2 separate regions of the Gasterosteus aculeatus genome follow, and region 2 is linked to region 1. The links are chromatin contacts, called in public Hi-C maps. All regions are on one chromosome and are shown on one strand. Each heading gives the region's core, a stretch centred on a gene start, on an enhancer-like site or on the middle of the called end of the contact. The rest is flanking DNA. Distances are from core to core; before and after follow the strand shown.

Region 1 (7,952 bases), core at 1,812-4,311:
TATGAGAGATGGTGTGTCTGACACTGAGACATGAGACAGTATGAGAGACAGTGTGTCTGACACTGAGACATGAGACAGTATGAGAGACAGTGTGTCTGACACTGAGACATGAGACAGTATGAGAGACGGTGTGTCTGACACTGAGACATGAGACAGTATGAGAGACGGTGTGTCTGACACTGAGACATGAGACAGTATGAGAGACAGTGTGTCTGACACTGTGAGACATGAGACAGTATGAGAGACAGTGTGTCTGACACTGAGACATGAGACAGTATGAGAGACAGTGTGTCTGACACTGAGACATGAGACAGTATGAGAGACGGTGTGTCTGACACTGAGACATGAGACAGTATGAGAGACGGTGTGTCTGACACTGAGACATGAGACAGTATGAGAGACAGTGTGTCTGACACTGTGAGACATGAGACCGTATGAGAGACAGTGTGTCTGACACTGAGACGTGAGACAGTATGAGAGACAGTGTGTCTGACACTGAGACATGAGACCGTATGAGAGACAGTGTGTCTGACACTGTGAGACATGAGACAGTATGAGAGACAGTGTGTCTGACACTGAGACATGAGACAGTATGAGAGACAGTGTGTCTGACACTGAGAGACATGAGACAGTATGAGAGTCAGTCCGTGGGACAGTGTGTGAGACCGTATAGAGACAGTGTGTGAGACCGTATAGAGACAGTGTGTGAGACCGTATAGAGACAGTCCGTGGGACAGTGTGTGAGACCGTATAGAGACAGTCCGTGGGACAGTGTGTGAGACCGTATAGAGTCAGTCCGTGGGACAGTGTGTGAGACCGTATAGAGACAGTGTGTGAGACCGTATAGAGACAGTGTGTGAGACCGTATAGAGACAGTCCGTGGGACAGTGTGTGAGACCGTATAGAGACAGTCCGTGGGACAGTGTGTGAGACCGTATAGAGACAGTCCGTGGGACAGTGTGTGAGACCGTATAGAGACAGTCCGTGGGACAGTGTGTGAGACCGTATAGAGACAGTGTGTGAGACCGTATAGAGACAGTGTGTGAGACCGTATAGAGACAGTGTGTGAGACCGTATAGAGACAGTCCGTGGGACCGTATAGAGACAGTGTGTGAGACCGTATAGAGACAGTCCGTGGGACAGTGTGTGAGACCGTATAGAGACAGTCCGTGGGACAGTGTGTGAGACCGTATAGAGACAGTGTGTGAGACCGTATAGAGACAGTCCGTGGGACAGTGTGTGAGACCGTATAGAGACAGTGTGTGGGACAGTGTGTGAGACCGTATAGAGACAGTCCGTGGGACAGTGTGTGAGACCGTATAGAGACAGTGTGTGAGACCGTATAGAGACAGTCTGTGGGACAGTGTGTGAGACCGTATAGAGACAGTCCGTGGGACAGTGTGTGAGACCGTATAGAGACAGTCCGTGGGACCGTATAGAGACAGTGTGTGAGACCGTATAGAGACAGTCCGTGGGACAGTGTGTGAGACCGTATAGAGACAGTTCACAGATGCAGGCTTCTGAACTGAGCGCTGACAACAACTTGGCTTGTCCTTGTCCTCTTTAGTCCGGATGACACGGCGTCCTAGTTTTCCAAAAATAACTTCAAATTTTGATTTCTCTGATCACAGAACAGTTTTCCACTTTGCCACAGTCCATTTGAAACGAGCCCTGGCCCAGAGAAAACGCCTGTGCTTCTGGATCGTGTTTGGATATGCTTCCTTTTTGACCTATAGAGTTTTAGCCGGTAACGGTGGATTGTGTTCACCGACAATGTTTTCTGGAAGTATTCCTGAGCCCATGTAGTGATTTCCATTACAGTAGCATTCCTGTATGTGATTGAGAGCGTCCGGTATGGTTTTCCGGCCTTCACTCTTACGTACGAAGATTGTTCCAGATCCTCTGGATCTTTTGATGATGATGTGCACTATAGATGATGATAACTTCAGACTCCTTTCTGATATTGCTCCACTATTTTCTGCCGCAGTATTTGGGGAATTGATCCTCTGCCCATCTTGACTTCTGAGAGACGCTGCCACTCTGAGAGTCTTTTTATACCCAAGCATGTTGCCAATTGACCTAATAAGTTCCGTATATGTACATTTCACTTTTCCGACCTCTTATTGCTAACTGTCCCAACTTTTTTGGAATGTGTAGCTCTCATGAAATCCAAAATGAGCCAATATTTGGCATGACATTTCAAAATGTTTCACTTTCAACATTTGATGTTGTCTAGATTCTATTGTGAATAAAATATAAATTTATGAGATTTGTAAATTATTGCATTCCTTTTTTATTCACAATTTGTACACTTTGGAATTGGGTTTGTATTTATACCTTTTTATATACTATATATTTCACTAATATATTGCTAATGGTGTTCAATACAACCCAAGAAAACATTTTGTGGCTTTTGGGGAAATTTTGGCTAATTTAGGCTAACCCCTGTGTGTGTGTGTGTGTGTGTGTGTGTGTGTGTGTGTGTGTGTGTGTGTGTGTGTGTGTGTGTGTGTGTGTGTGTGTGTGAGACAGTGACAGTGACACAACAACAGTTTCTCGACTAAGTCAGAGATTTTAAAATATTTTGTAGGATCTTCCTCCAGACGTCTCTTCTTTTTCTTCCTGAGATTTTTGGTTCCACTTTTAAAGGTACTGTAAAGACGTTTTGCTTTTGTCTGGCGCTCTAAAGCGGCTTCGTCTGCGAGCGAGTGAGGCAGGTGTTGAGTAGAGCGCTGTGGGGTCAAACTGCCTTGTGGGACTTTTAATATCAGCCGCGTGCTATTGATCCGCGGCTCGTCATGATGGACAGGACACCTAAAACAAAGTTAGACTGACTGAAGAGATTAAATGAGGAAAGAAGATGGAAACCATGTAGTATAAATATCAGTCAGTGATTCCCAGCTTTAACCTTTAGATGTAACGTGATCTGTGGAGCAGGGAATAGTCGGCCCAGCGATGCCACAGGGGGGGCCGGGTGGTGATGGAGGTGGGCATGAAGCCCTGTATGTTCTGCAGATGATTGATGATCAGCTCGTCAGCATCTGCTGGTATGTACAGTCTAATCGAAGGGGTTCATAATGTCACTGATCCTGAAGGACCTCTGACTATGACATGTTAGGACATCTCAATCCCTGAGGTCCAGAGTTGGTACAAATAAGCAGAACTTGTTTCATTAGAGCCAATCTCAACGTATCTAAACATGAAGCAGACATTTCTAGACTTAACATCATGTTTGTTTGCCTTTCAGCGAGGAAGCACACCAAGCAGGACTCCACCATGAATGAGGAGTGGAAGAGCATGTTCGGGTCTCAGGAACCGCCCTCCACGGTAACACCACGCAGTGCCAGTCTGGAGCTTTTGGGTTCCTCTCACAATCAACAACCTCCTGGAGGCAGCTATTAGGAACCATGTATCTCTTCTGTCTTTAAGTTCCTCCAGGAAACGAGTGGTATAAAATGTTAGCACGCGTGTTTAGGGCATGTTAATAGACATGTTTACAAACACGTGTTCATGGCCGTCATTATACACGTTTACAGGTGTTTGTAGACGTTTGTAGCCGTGTTCACAGAGTTTTATGATTTAAGAACCATCTGATGAAGAGATCCTTGAGCTCTGGTTGATTACCTGAACCGGATCCAGAAGTCGGTAACTAACAAACCCACTGTGATCGCAGGCGGCTGAAGGGCCGGCGGGTCAGAACCTGAGAAGCGCCTCAGTGCCAGCTGTTCCCGTCCTGCAGTCTGTGGCGAGCGGCCCCGCTTACCACCGACGCATCAACACCTGCAAGGTGGAGCTGCAGCAGCTGGTGCAGCAGAAGAGGGAGCAGTGTAGCGCAGAGAGGATGGCCAAGCAGATGATGGAGAGTGCAGAGTGGGAGAGTCGCCCTCCTCCACCAGGTAACCTCGCTCACCTGTATCATGGGGAGGAACCAGAACACTCCACGAGGAATACCTGTTCCATAGAGGAGAACCTGTAGGGCCCGTTCCATAGAGGAGAACCTGTCCCCTTGTCAGGCCCGTTCCATAGAGGAGAACCTGACCCCTTGTCAGGCCCGTTCCATAGAGGAGAACCTGACCCCTTGTCAGGCCCGTTCCATAGAGGAGAACCTGTCCCCTTGTCAGGCCCGTTCCATAGAGGAGAACCTGTCCCCTTGTCAGGCTTGTTCCATAGAGGAGAACCTGTCCCCTTGTCAGGCTTGTTCCATAGAGGAGAACCTGTCCCCTTGTCAGAACCGTTCCATAGAGGAGATCCTGTCCCCTTGTCAGGCTCGTTCCATAGAGGAGAACCTGTCCCCTTGTCAGGCTCGTTCCATAGAGGAGAACCTGTCCCCTTGTCAGGCCCGTTCCATAGAGGAGAACCTGTCCCCTTGTCAGGCTTGTTCCATAGAGGAGAACCTGTCCCCTTGTCAGGCTTGTTCCATAGAGGAGAACCTGTCCCCTTGTCAGGCTTGTTCCATAGAGGAGAACCTGTCCCCTTGTCAGGCTTGTTCCATAGAGGAGAACCTGTCCCCTTGTCAGGCTTGTTCCATAGAGGAGAACCTGTCCCCTTGTCAGGCTTGTTCCATAGAGGAGAACCTGTCCTCTTGTCAGGCCCGTTCCATAGAGGAGAACCTGTCCCCTTGTCAGGCTTGTTCCACAGAGGAGAAAGCTGTCCCCTTGTCAGGCTTGTTCCATAGAGGAGAACCTGTCCCCTTGTCAGGCTTGTTCCATAGAGGAGAACCTGTCCCCTTGTCAGGCTTGTTCCATAGAGGAGAACCTGTCCCCTTGTCAGGCTTGTTCCATAGAGGAGAACCTGTCCTCTTGTCAGGCCCGTTCCATAGAGGAGAACCTGTCCCCTTGTCAGGCTTGTTCCACAGAGGAGAAAGCTGTCCCCTTGTCAGTCTTGTTCCATAGAGGAGAACCTGTCCTCTTGTCAGGCCCGTTCCATAGAGGAGAACCTGTCCCCTTGTCAGGCTTGTTCCACAGAGGAGAAAGCTGTCCCCTTGTCAGTCTTGTTCCATAGAGGAGAACCTGTCCCATTGTCAGGCCCGTTCCATAGAGGAGAACCTGTCCCCTTGTCAGGCCCGTTCCATAGAGGAGAACCTGTCTCTTGTCAGGCTTGTTCCATAGAGGAGAACCTGTCCCCTTGTCAGGCCCGTTCCATAGAGGAGAACCTGTCCCCCTGTCAGGCCCGTTCCATAGAGGAGAACCTGTCCCCTTGTCAGGCCCGTTCCATAGAGGAGAACCTGTCCCCTTGTCAGGCCCGTTCCATAGAGGAGAACCTGTCCCCTTGTCAGGCCCGTTCCATAGAGGAGAACCTGTCAAATGTGATCCAATTTAGGACAATCCTGTAATTGCTCTCATTCAAAGTGGTACGTGTTTCAGGGTGGCACCCCAAAGGACTGCTGGTTGCTCACCTCCACGAGCACAAAGCGTCTGTGAACCGCATCAGAGTCTCAGACGAACACTCTATCTTCGCCACGGCCTCCAATGACGGAACTGTTAAGGTCTGGGACAGTCAGAAGATGGAGGGAAAGACCACCACCACCAGGTGAGTCTTTAAGACCACAGATCAGACCAGAAACCCCGTTACTGAAACACCAGTCCACCAAAAGCAGAGACCACTTTACTGAAACACTAGACCACAACCCCAGAGACCACTTTACTGAAACACTAGACCACAACCCCAGAGAACCACTTTAGTGAACAATAGACGTGAGTCCATGTAATCAAAACACTAGACCTCAACCTCAAAGACCACGGTACCCAAAACAACAGACCACATGACCAGAACCCACATTATTGAAATACTAGACTTGAGACCACAAGCTGAGGGCTGTGAACACATTCACTCGTGCTTCACTCTAACATTGCTGACGTGTGCTGTCACAGGTCGGTCTTGACCTATTCCCGTATCGGGGGTCACGTGAAGACCTTGACCTTCTGTCAGGGGTCACATTATCTGGCGGTGGCTTCAGACAACGGATCCATCCAGCTGCTGGCAGTGGAAGCAAACAAACCGCCCAAGTCTCCCAAAGTTCAGCCCTTCCAGACAAGGTAAGTGAGCCACACCCACAGGTCTCTGCTCTGCCCCGACGACGTGTCACACCACGTGTCCTCTCTCTTCAGGTTACTTGACCCGCAGGAAGACGGCTGTGCGGTGGACATCCACCACTTCAACTCTGGCGCCCAGTCGGTGCTGGCCTACGCCACCGTCAACGGCTCGCTGGTCGGCTGGGACCTTCGCTCCAACTCCAACGCCTGGACGCTGAGGCACGACCTCCGCCTGGGACTCATTACCTCCTTCAGCGTGGACATGCACCAGTGCTGGCTCTGCCTAGGTCTGTGGGGACTATTGTCTAATGTTATGCACCACCTGCCATGACATGTTCCTTGTATGTCCAACATACTTGGCAATAAATGGTGGGGATTGTGATTTAGGGTAGGCTATTCAAGTGAGGGCAGTCTTTCTTCAGACGATAGTCTTAAGGTCAAGTTAGTTGGTTTTAAGGTTCAGGTTGGCATCATGTACCCGTTAGATCAGGGTTCTTCAACGGGGGTTAGGGTTAGGACCCCCAAACTGATGGTCGTCGTGGCGCAGGGGTTAGAGAAGGTGTGCTGGGAAGCACAAGGTTGGTGGTTCGATTCCAAGCTGCCCCATGTTCCATGTCCCTGAGCAAGACAAGAAGTGTCCCTGAGCAAGACACCTAACCCCTAATTGTTCCCCGGGCAAAAATGTGAAAAAGCCATGGGTTTAAAGTGTAATGTAAGTCGCTTTGGATAAAAGCGTCTGCTAAAATGACCTGTAATGTAATGTAATGTAATGTAATGTAATGTAATGGCGAGATGGAGCAGGGACCCCGTATTCTACGGAGTTTGGTCCTCCATCTTTTATTTTGGAGCTTGGCTCTTTAGACGTGAGCATGAATGGATCTGATTGGCTGGTGCCCGTGATGTCGTATCGGCATGAATGGATCTGATTGGCTGGTGCCCGTGATGTCGTATCGGCATGAATGGATCTGATTGGCTGGTGCCTGTGATGTCGTATCGGCATGAATGGATCTGATTGGCTGGTGCCTGGATGTCGTATCAGCGTGAAAGGAGCTGTGAGTGAACCGGTGTCCAGCTTGAGAGCTGCTGTGAGACTGATAACGTCTTCTCCATCAATTTTTCCATTTGCTACAAATATGTTGGATTCATGTTAATGTGTATTTAAAGACAATAAATACAATTCTCATTCTGAAGACAAAAAAAAAATTGGTTGAATATTTAAAAAAAATTTAAAAACCATCAGTCCATATATTTAGGCATAGGTTTTAGATCTTCCTCTTTCCTCCACAGGTACCAGCAGTGGCACTATGGCATGCTGGGATATGCGGTTTCAGCTCCCCATCTCAAACCACTCCCACCCTGCACGTGCACGAATCAGACGACTGCTGATGCATCCACTCTACCAATCATCCATCATCGCAGGTGAGGGGATAGCATCAGTTTCATTTCGAATTATTAATATATTACATATATTATAAATGTAATTATATATATATATATATATATATTAATTAATTATATATATATATATATATATATTAATTAATTATATATATATATTAATTAATTATATATAAATATAAACATCTATTTAAAAAGACTTAAACTGTACTACTAATGGCTCTTATCTTTTGCAAGTTGTAAATCTGCTTATTTGATGGAGTTCTTGTTCTACTGAGTTTGTATCCCTGTGGTTGAAATGCACTTATTGTAAGTCGCTTTGGATAAAAGGGTCGGCTAGATGACATGTGATGTAATAATCAATCAATGTGATGTATATCATAACAAGTCTCTCTGTCTGTGTGCAGCTGTCCAGGGGAATAATGAAGTGTCCATGTGGGACATGGAAACCGGAGATCGTAAATTCACCCTGTGGGCGAGTTCTGCGCCCCCACTCTCCGAGATGCAGGTGTGTGTGTGTGT
Region 2 (7,952 bases), core at 2,986-5,485, 190 kb after region 1:
GGATGGACTCCATGATGGCCGTGTAGAAGTGGACTGTAAGACTGTAAGAGATGAAGAAGTGGTCAGACACATGAAGTGGAGTCACAGAGATGTTGGTGGTGGAGCAGTTTCTAGTGAAGATGTAGTCGAGGTGATTGACGGCTCTGTGAGGAGGAGGAGAGGGACTGAGTGACAGAGCGAAGGAAGAAAGTAGGAGTAGGAGGTCAGATGACTTCTTAATATACAGTAATCCCTCGTTTATCGCGGGGGTTACGTTCCGAAAATGACCCGCGATAAGTGAAATCCGCGAAATAGAAAACTTTTTTTTTTTTTACAATTAGCAACTATTACATGTATACAAATACAGTGACTCACGTGTAGGCCGTTTCACTGCTCTTCAGACTGGGCCGCTGCATCCTGACTGCGCTCTGCAGTGTTCTCTTCTTCTGAAGCCCGCGGTGCAGGTGTGTTTGTTCGGGAGAAGAACATAGTGATAGGCAGCTGTTGTCGCTCTTTTTTCTTCTTTGCAAAAAGATCCTTGTACACCGACATGCCACCATCGATTACGTTGGAGAACTGTAATGAACGGCTCGGGAGTGAGTTTTTAGCGAATCAGAATGCAGAGCACAATGCACCAAAAAAAAAAAAAATGCATTATGAAAATCCGCGAAATAGCGAATCCGCGATAAGTGAACCGCGAAGTGGCGAGGGATCACTGTAATAACACAACTAAATAATAGTAATTGTAATCAAATGAATGTCCCAATCTTCAGTTGGAGGAAATCAAATATAAGTAAACAAATATTACATGTATTTGATTTAATTAATTTTATTTTAATGTGTAGTTTGTTTGATTCTTATGCGATCTATATTTTATGATGTAATAACAATAGACTCATAAAAGAAAATAACATATAATTTTAATCAATGAAAAAAACAGCTCCTGGCCAATCAGAGAGCAGTATGTTATGTCTCTGTGATGTAATAATATAACTTACGTACATTTAACAGACAATACTTCAGTATCTATAATTCTGTTTGTACCCAATAATACTACAGTATTTATGATACATTACTTATATTTACATGATAATACTACAGGATTTATAATATATTATGTACATTTACCTGATAGTACTACCGTTTTTATAATACAATGTGTACATTTGCTGATAATACTACAGTATTTATAATATGTTATATACATTAAAAAGCCTGATTATTCAGTTTTTACTGAACATTAACCTTTCATGTGTCAACGTAGTATTTGTACCTCAAAGTGTGTGTATTAGTATCTGTGAGTTGGCTTCTTTTCCTTTAAGAGAATTCACCTCACCTGGACACACCTGAGCTCAACTTCCGGAGAGCCGCAGCAAAGGACCGGAAACAACAACAGGAGAAGATCACTTCGTCACGGTGAGCTTAGTTTTCTGTTTCATTGTTAGCTTCTTACTTTGTGTTAGCTTCTTACTTTGTGTTAGCTTGCTACTTTGTGTTAGCTTGCTACTTTGGGTTAGCTTGCCACTTTGTGTTAGCTTGCTACTTTGGGTTAGCTAGCTACTTTGTGTTAGCTTGCTACTTTGTGTTAGCTTGCTACTTTGGGTTAGCTAGCTACTTTGTGTTAGCTTGCTACTTTGGGTTAGCTTGCCACTTTGTGTTAGCTTGCTACTTTGGGTTAGCTAGCTACTTTGTGTTAGCTTGCTACTTTGGGTTAGCTTGCTCTGTGGGTTAGCTTGCTATTTTGCTTCTCTAAAAGTGAGATTATTGATCAGTGAGGCCCGGCCGCCTGCTGATTATCGAGTTATTATCTATATGTGAAAGTATCTACCATGAATCGGTCACTATGTGTTGATTTCGGTGACTTTTAATCTGTTTACGTCACGGCTGCCATGTTGTCAGAAGGGGGCGGGGTTAGCTAGGGTGACCTGATTTGAGTTTGTGAAAAAGAGACACTTCGTCGCGCGGGGGAGGGGGCGTGGCGGAGGGAGGGGGCGTGGCCGAGGGGGGGGGGAGTACAGCATGCCTCACCATGACCGTGTGAATGCGTACAGATGTCACATATGACACTAATGACTATATGAACATCTATTTATTGAACTTTAACAAAACTTCAAAGTGCAAATGTAAAACAACACTTTTGTGGCATTTAGTCCAGCGCTTCTTTAAATCAGGAATCAGGAATCAGGAAACATTTATTAGCCAAAATATGTCAAACATACAAGGAATTTGTCTTGGCGGTTAGTGCGCGACAGTAGACAGACAAGACAACAGTGCACAAGTAATAAAATAAAGTGGAATGAAATGCTAATGCAATGTGTTAGTAGAATAAGGCTATGGGTTAGTATAAAACAAGAGAATAAAGTTAAAAAATGTTAAATATTAAAAAGTAAAAAAGAAAAATATTAAGCATAAAGTGCACTAACAAACAAGTAACAGACAAGAGACAAAGTGATGAATTGCAGTTAAAGTGACATGTGCAGTGTGAGGGGGAGTGACCGGTGGGATGTTATAGTCGGTCAGTGGGGGACCGGCTCTGTTGATGAGCCCGACTGCCGACGGGAAGAAGCTGTTGGTGTGGCGGGAGGTCTTAGTCCTGATGGACCTCAGCCTCCTGCCAGATGGAAGGGGCACAAACAGGTTTTGTCCGGGGTGGACAAGTGCGGGGTGTAATGTGTCTTGTCCATATATTGAAGCAATAATGATAACACATACAACATTCTAAATAATAAATGGTTTATATGGCCACTTATTAAAATAAGAAAATGAAGACACTTTTCTGTCCTCGTGTGGTTGGGCATATTTCTCTAAGACTGAAGAGTCGGCGATTACCTATCGAACTGTCAGGGCGTAATGACCAGTTTGTGAAAGACCCAGAAAAACACAAATATCCCACGAAGCAAAATCCCGGATGTTTTTGGAATCCCTGCCGGACACATTCAAAAAGAGGACATGTCGGTGGAAAAGAGGACGTCTGGTCCCCCTACGTTATCACTACTCCCCTTCGGATCAATGTGTGAATATAAACGTTCTAAATAAGAGAATGTGATTAGAGATCAATAAAGTGATGTGATCACTGTTCTCTCTGGCAGACAGGCATGTCTCTGCTGACTGAAGATGCCCAGTGCCCAACAGGAAGTACCAAGATGCAGGACAGTGGGGGGCTGGAGGAGGAGGAGGGGGGGGTGAGGTCGGCTTTGGTGGAGCCTGACACCCTGCAGTGGCCCGGGAGCAGACCCACAGGTAAAGGTGACCAGAGGAGGTCTGCAAGTTGGACAGAAAGTGAGAGAGGGCTGATGGCAGAGGGAGAGAGGAGGGGGGGTCAGAGGGGAGAGGAGAGGGCGGAGCCTGGAGGGAACCACCTGCCAGAGAAAGCTGCTCAGGTGTTCAGTCCCGCGGTCACCGTCCTTCACTCCCCGTCCTCGCCCAGAGGCAGCGAGGCGCTCTGGGAGATGGAGTCTGAGAAGAGCCCCTTCCTGGATTCCCAAGGGGTCGCTCAGGACTACAACCAACATGGCTACCGGTACGAGTGGACCGAGGACACGCCCCCTGGCACGTGTAGGTATACCTGGCTGTTTCTCAATACCTAGAACGGGTCGGAGGACGGTCTGACTGACCTGATGATGTGTGTGTGTGTGTGTGTGTGTGTATAATATGTGTGTATAACTCACATATATTTATGTCCAGTCCGTAATGTTTCTGATGAAGATGATGAGGAGCAGCTGTAGTTTGTGGTGCTGCTGAACTTTAGATGTTAAAAGCACAAACACACATATATATGTATGTATACATACATACACATCTCCACAAAGTCTCCGCGGGCTGAGATGAGATGACGCCCAGCGGGGAGTCAGACGGACCCGTATTCTCAAGTTAAATGTTAAGAAGGTTCAATGTTGACAAACCGACCACAGAAATGTTGATTAAACTAATCTACTAATCTACTAAAACTAATCTGAAAAAGTACTAAAGCTCACGTTGTGACTTGATTATTTATAACTAACCCACCTTAACAATTGTTGCCTGTGTGTCTGTCTCAGGTGGGCGGGGCTGTCCCAGCCGGGACATCCTGAAGGTGGGCGTGTCCCTGATCACCTCAGCGCTCTTCTTCCCCCTCCTGGTGTGGGGGGGGTTTGTCTTCCTGCCGTTTGACGCCCCGCTGCTGGACGGCGCCCCCCCCCGGCTCGTCTACACGCTGCGCTGCTCGGTGTTCGCCGCCGCCCCCATCGTCCTCGGTAACTATGGCACCATAGACGGAGAAGCTCCTGGCTGAACCCGTCTCCACGGTAACCATGTCGCTCCCCACAGGTTGGCTGGTGCTTGGTGTCAGCCGCCTCCGGTCGGGGGAGCTCCGCCCCTTGTTCCATGACGAGGGCAAGGAGGCGGAGCTCCACGAAGTCACCGTCCATCAGCGCTTCGTTTCTGACTCCGCGTCCTTGTTCCTGATCTACTTTCTGCAGCTGGTCGTCATGGCGATGTACTTGACACAAGACCAGCTGAAGCTCATCCCGCTGTTGACCATTGTCTTCGCCCTCGGCCGGTGAGATTCACACATAACTTTATTTACTCATTCAGGTTACGTTCAGAGAAAGGTGCGCTTGGTTTGTACATTGAACTAAAGGTGCGCTTGTTTTGTGTCTCTAGGCTGGTTTACTGGGTGGCCGCAGCGTTCAGCAGCAGCATCCGGGGCTTCGGCTTCGGCCTCTCCTTCCTGCCAAGTCTCGCCATGATGGCCGCCAACTTCTACTTCATCTTTTCTGTGGAGGCGTCCGGCTCCGTCTTCGTCCTCCCGTCTCCTGCCGAGCTGCTGCCGACTCCACCCGCCGGCAGACAGAGGTTCTGGGGATGAGATCAGCTGATCGACTCGCTTCAGTCCAGTAGTTAAAACACAAACAAACTTTGAAACAGAAGAAAAAAGTTCTATGAAATGTCTGCAGACAAAAGATTTGTCAAATCTTTTCACTGATATTACAAATTTAAGGCTCAATAAAAAAAGTTTTATTCTTCACAATAAAAGTATTTAATCCACTTTTAGAATCCAGATGAACTTTATATACAATGTACACATTCTACACAGTACAGTATGTATTGGTGTATATATCATAAATACGTGTTCCCCCCTTCACTGACTTTTTCCATTGTTTTGTTAAACTGCGACTCAAGTTAACTGTTTCCTCATTGGATCGACGCTACATGCAAAGAACTCTGAAGCTGCTCAACTTTTATTGTGACACAAACAATGTGAACCAAAAAATAGAGATCAGGACCCGGTTCCTCGTACGTGGTTCAACTAAGTCCATCAAATGTCCCGTTACCCAGCTCAGGTTACCGAGATGATTGACATCAGACTGTCTCGGTTCCTCGAAGGCGGATCGGCGCTCAAACGTCTCGTTAGTTTGAACCAGATGTCAATCATCAGGATAATCGTCTCACGTCAGAACTTGAAGGAAGAGCAGGAGATGATCATGAACACATGAGCAGATAACATGTTCATTTGAATCATTTCTGTCGGATGAATTTAACGTATTATTCATATTTGACGTTGTTCATTCTGTCCGTCCCTGGAGGACCGTCCTGTGTCTCTAAAGGTTTCTTCCCTTTATTCTCCCCATCAAACACTCTCTCATTGTTTGGGGAGTTTTTCCTGTCGATGTGAGTGTTTCTGCACAGACGTCACATGTGTTCACACTGTGGAGACACATGAGGCACATTTGTGATACAAAATGACATGAGATGAATCCTATGATGATGTTAAAGACTGACAGCGCCCCCTGGAGGCTACAAGCCCCACAAAGTATCACACAAGGTAACGTTACGCGTGTCGGTAAAATGTGACGCTCATTTAAGGGCCTCGTCACTCTAATCAATCACATTATATTTAAATGTGTCTGCTGGCAGGAGGCTTCATGATGATCATCATCAATGAGAATAATCATCTATGTAGATGAAAACAAGCCCAAAGAACCAGATTGATACGAATGAATCTATGTATCATCTTATGTATCATACGTGTGTAATGACCACATAGAACTAGTTAATTATGTGTGTGTAGAGATAATCAGCACACAACTATTGTTCATCATCAGACATTTGATCAATTGAAGCAGTGAAATGTGGAACAAGTTTATTAAGCAACAAATAAACCAACAGAACTTTATCAAGAGCACGACATGCAGCTGCTTTCCAGATGTTCTCTGCATCGCAACACCGTACAGACAGTATGAGAGACAGCGTGTGAGACATGAGACCGTATAGAGACAGTCCGTGGGACAGTGGACGCTCAGCTCAGGGAATTCTTCTTGTAGATAAGTGGTTCTGGTCCTCAGCATCTGCGGCGCTCGTACAGGACGTCATGGTGACGTCATAACGGGTCTCTGTGATGTCATACAAGTCTCTCCCTATAAAACGTTCATCTAACTGATGTCGCTCCTTCATCAATGAGGAGAGATGAACTGATCCAGCAGCTCAGATGAACCGGAGCAGCTTCAAGTGTTTCCATGTGTTGATGTGGTGATTTAGACAAACCTTCTCCGGGAACCAAAAAGCCTGAACTACGTCATCTCATCCTGAAAATGATCCGTTTAACTCAGTCAGCCACGTAGAGGAACCGGGCCCGGTTAAGTAGCCCCCTTTGTCTGCAGCTGCTGGTGTTCAGAGGAAAGTCTCCACACCTACAGATGAAATGTTGAGTCAGACTGGATGAGACGTCTGAACAGTCATTTAAATCTCACCATAGACTCTGATGGGATTGATGTTCTTTGACTGGTCCGCTGGGAACGTCCCGTCGTAGCCGTCTGCATGTTGAGGGTCATCGTCCTGCTGGAGGAAGAAGCTCCTTCTGCAGACCATCATGTTCTCAAGGATTGTCCGGTATTTGGCTGCATCCATCTTCCCCTCGTGACGGCTTCCTGCTGAAGAGGAGCGTGATGCTACACCACCATGCTCCCTGTTGGGGTGGTGTGCTCAGGGTGACGGGTGGTGTTGGCTTTCCTCCACACAGCGTCTCACATCGAGGCCAAGAAGTTCCATTCTGGTCTCCTCTGAGCAGAGCACCTTGTTCCTCATGTTGCTGGTTCTCCCACGTTGTGTTCAACTCCAAACAGGATTTCAGTGTCATCACACTTTGAACGTTTTATCCTCAGAAACAGAGACTTTATGAAAAAAGCTGTTTAATTTAAAAGGGAAAAAACACCTTTTTACAAGACAAAGTAATCTGATATTTTCATATTTACACTTTATTATGTACAATAAAACATGCAGGTAATTTCACAATAAAAGACCTGGGAATATGTTTTTTAAAAGCTCTTCCGATTGGTTGATATCAGTCTTCCTTCTCATTGGCTGTTCCTGGCTGAGTGGGCGGAGCCTCGTCCTCAGAGCCAGTTTGGCGCGCCGCCGTCCGAAACAGACGCATCAAATCCCGAAACCGGCGAGAGACCTGCAGACACGAGGAAGAGTTACTGACAGCGTTCCTCTCGACCAATCACAGCCTCCGCAGAGCGACCATCACCTCGCTCGGAGTCTTGTTGCTGAGCAGAGTGGAGACGGACTGGAACGTCTCCTGATTGGCTCCTTCGCGCTGACACGTCGTCAAAATGACTCGATCAGCTTCTCTGCAAAAGCAACAACGGGTTTAGATTCCTTCCCTCAGCGGAGGAGACGGGAGCTGCAGCGCAGATTCACCTGGTCCACAGGATGACTTTCTCTCCGCTGGCTGACAGGGAAATGTTCTTGGCGCAGACCGGGAGGTCGGGAGGAGGAGCAGGCCGATGAGGAGCAGAGGAGGAGCAAATAGGAGATGTGATGGAGGAGGAGACGGAGGGAGAGGTAGGAAGAGTGGAGGAGGTGCTAGAATCCACCCCCACCTCCTCCTCCTCCTCCGTCCTGCTCCTCTTCACCTTCTCTTCCTCCTCCCCTTTGTCATCCAGCTCCTCGTCAATGAGAGGGAGCGAACCCTCCCATGATGCAGCGCTTTG

Evidence for each region. Hi-C and Micro-C count contacts between places; a contact is called where the count stands out from the background.
Region 2: a Hi-C map of skeletal muscle shows a contact between it and region 1, with 11 times the contacts expected there. The contact joins two enhancer-like sites. A contact is called at or near these places in 2 of 6 Hi-C or Micro-C datasets (skeletal muscle and whole body).

The regions. Positions count from the first base shown.
Region 1 is chr20:167,825-175,776 of fGasAcu3.hap1.1, forward strand. It overlaps pik3r4 (phosphoinositide-3-kinase, regulatory subunit 4), which reads left to right. Exons shown (of 21, transcript XM_040164971.2): 12 at 3,248-3,327; 13 at 3,674-3,896; 14 at 5,364-5,529; 15 at 5,871-6,035; 16 at 6,108-6,319; 17 at 7,320-7,451; 18 at 7,838-7,938. Among protein-coding and RNA genes, the nearest start is that of pik3r4, 16 kb to the left of the region's middle. Within about 2 kb of position 3,062, at least 3 of the 9 cell types and tissues checked have open chromatin away from gene starts, as enhancers often do.
Region 2 is chr20:356,141-364,092 of fGasAcu3.hap1.1, forward strand. It overlaps LOC120811177 (transmembrane protein 79), which reads left to right and starts at 980. Exons shown (of 5, transcript XM_040166377.2): 1 at 980-1,395; 2 at 3,069-3,534; 3 at 4,017-4,211; 4 at 4,285-4,516; 5 at 4,621-5,101. The coding sequence starts at 3,075. The coding sequence ends at 4,825. It overlaps gon4lb (gon-4 like b), which reads right to left. Exons shown (of 28, transcript XR_013453560.1): 24 at 7,660-7,952; 25 at 7,487-7,589; 26 at 7,257-7,414; 27 at 6,708-7,127; 28 at 6,084-6,647. Within about 2 kb of position 4,236, at least 2 of the 9 cell types and tissues checked have open chromatin away from gene starts, as enhancers often do.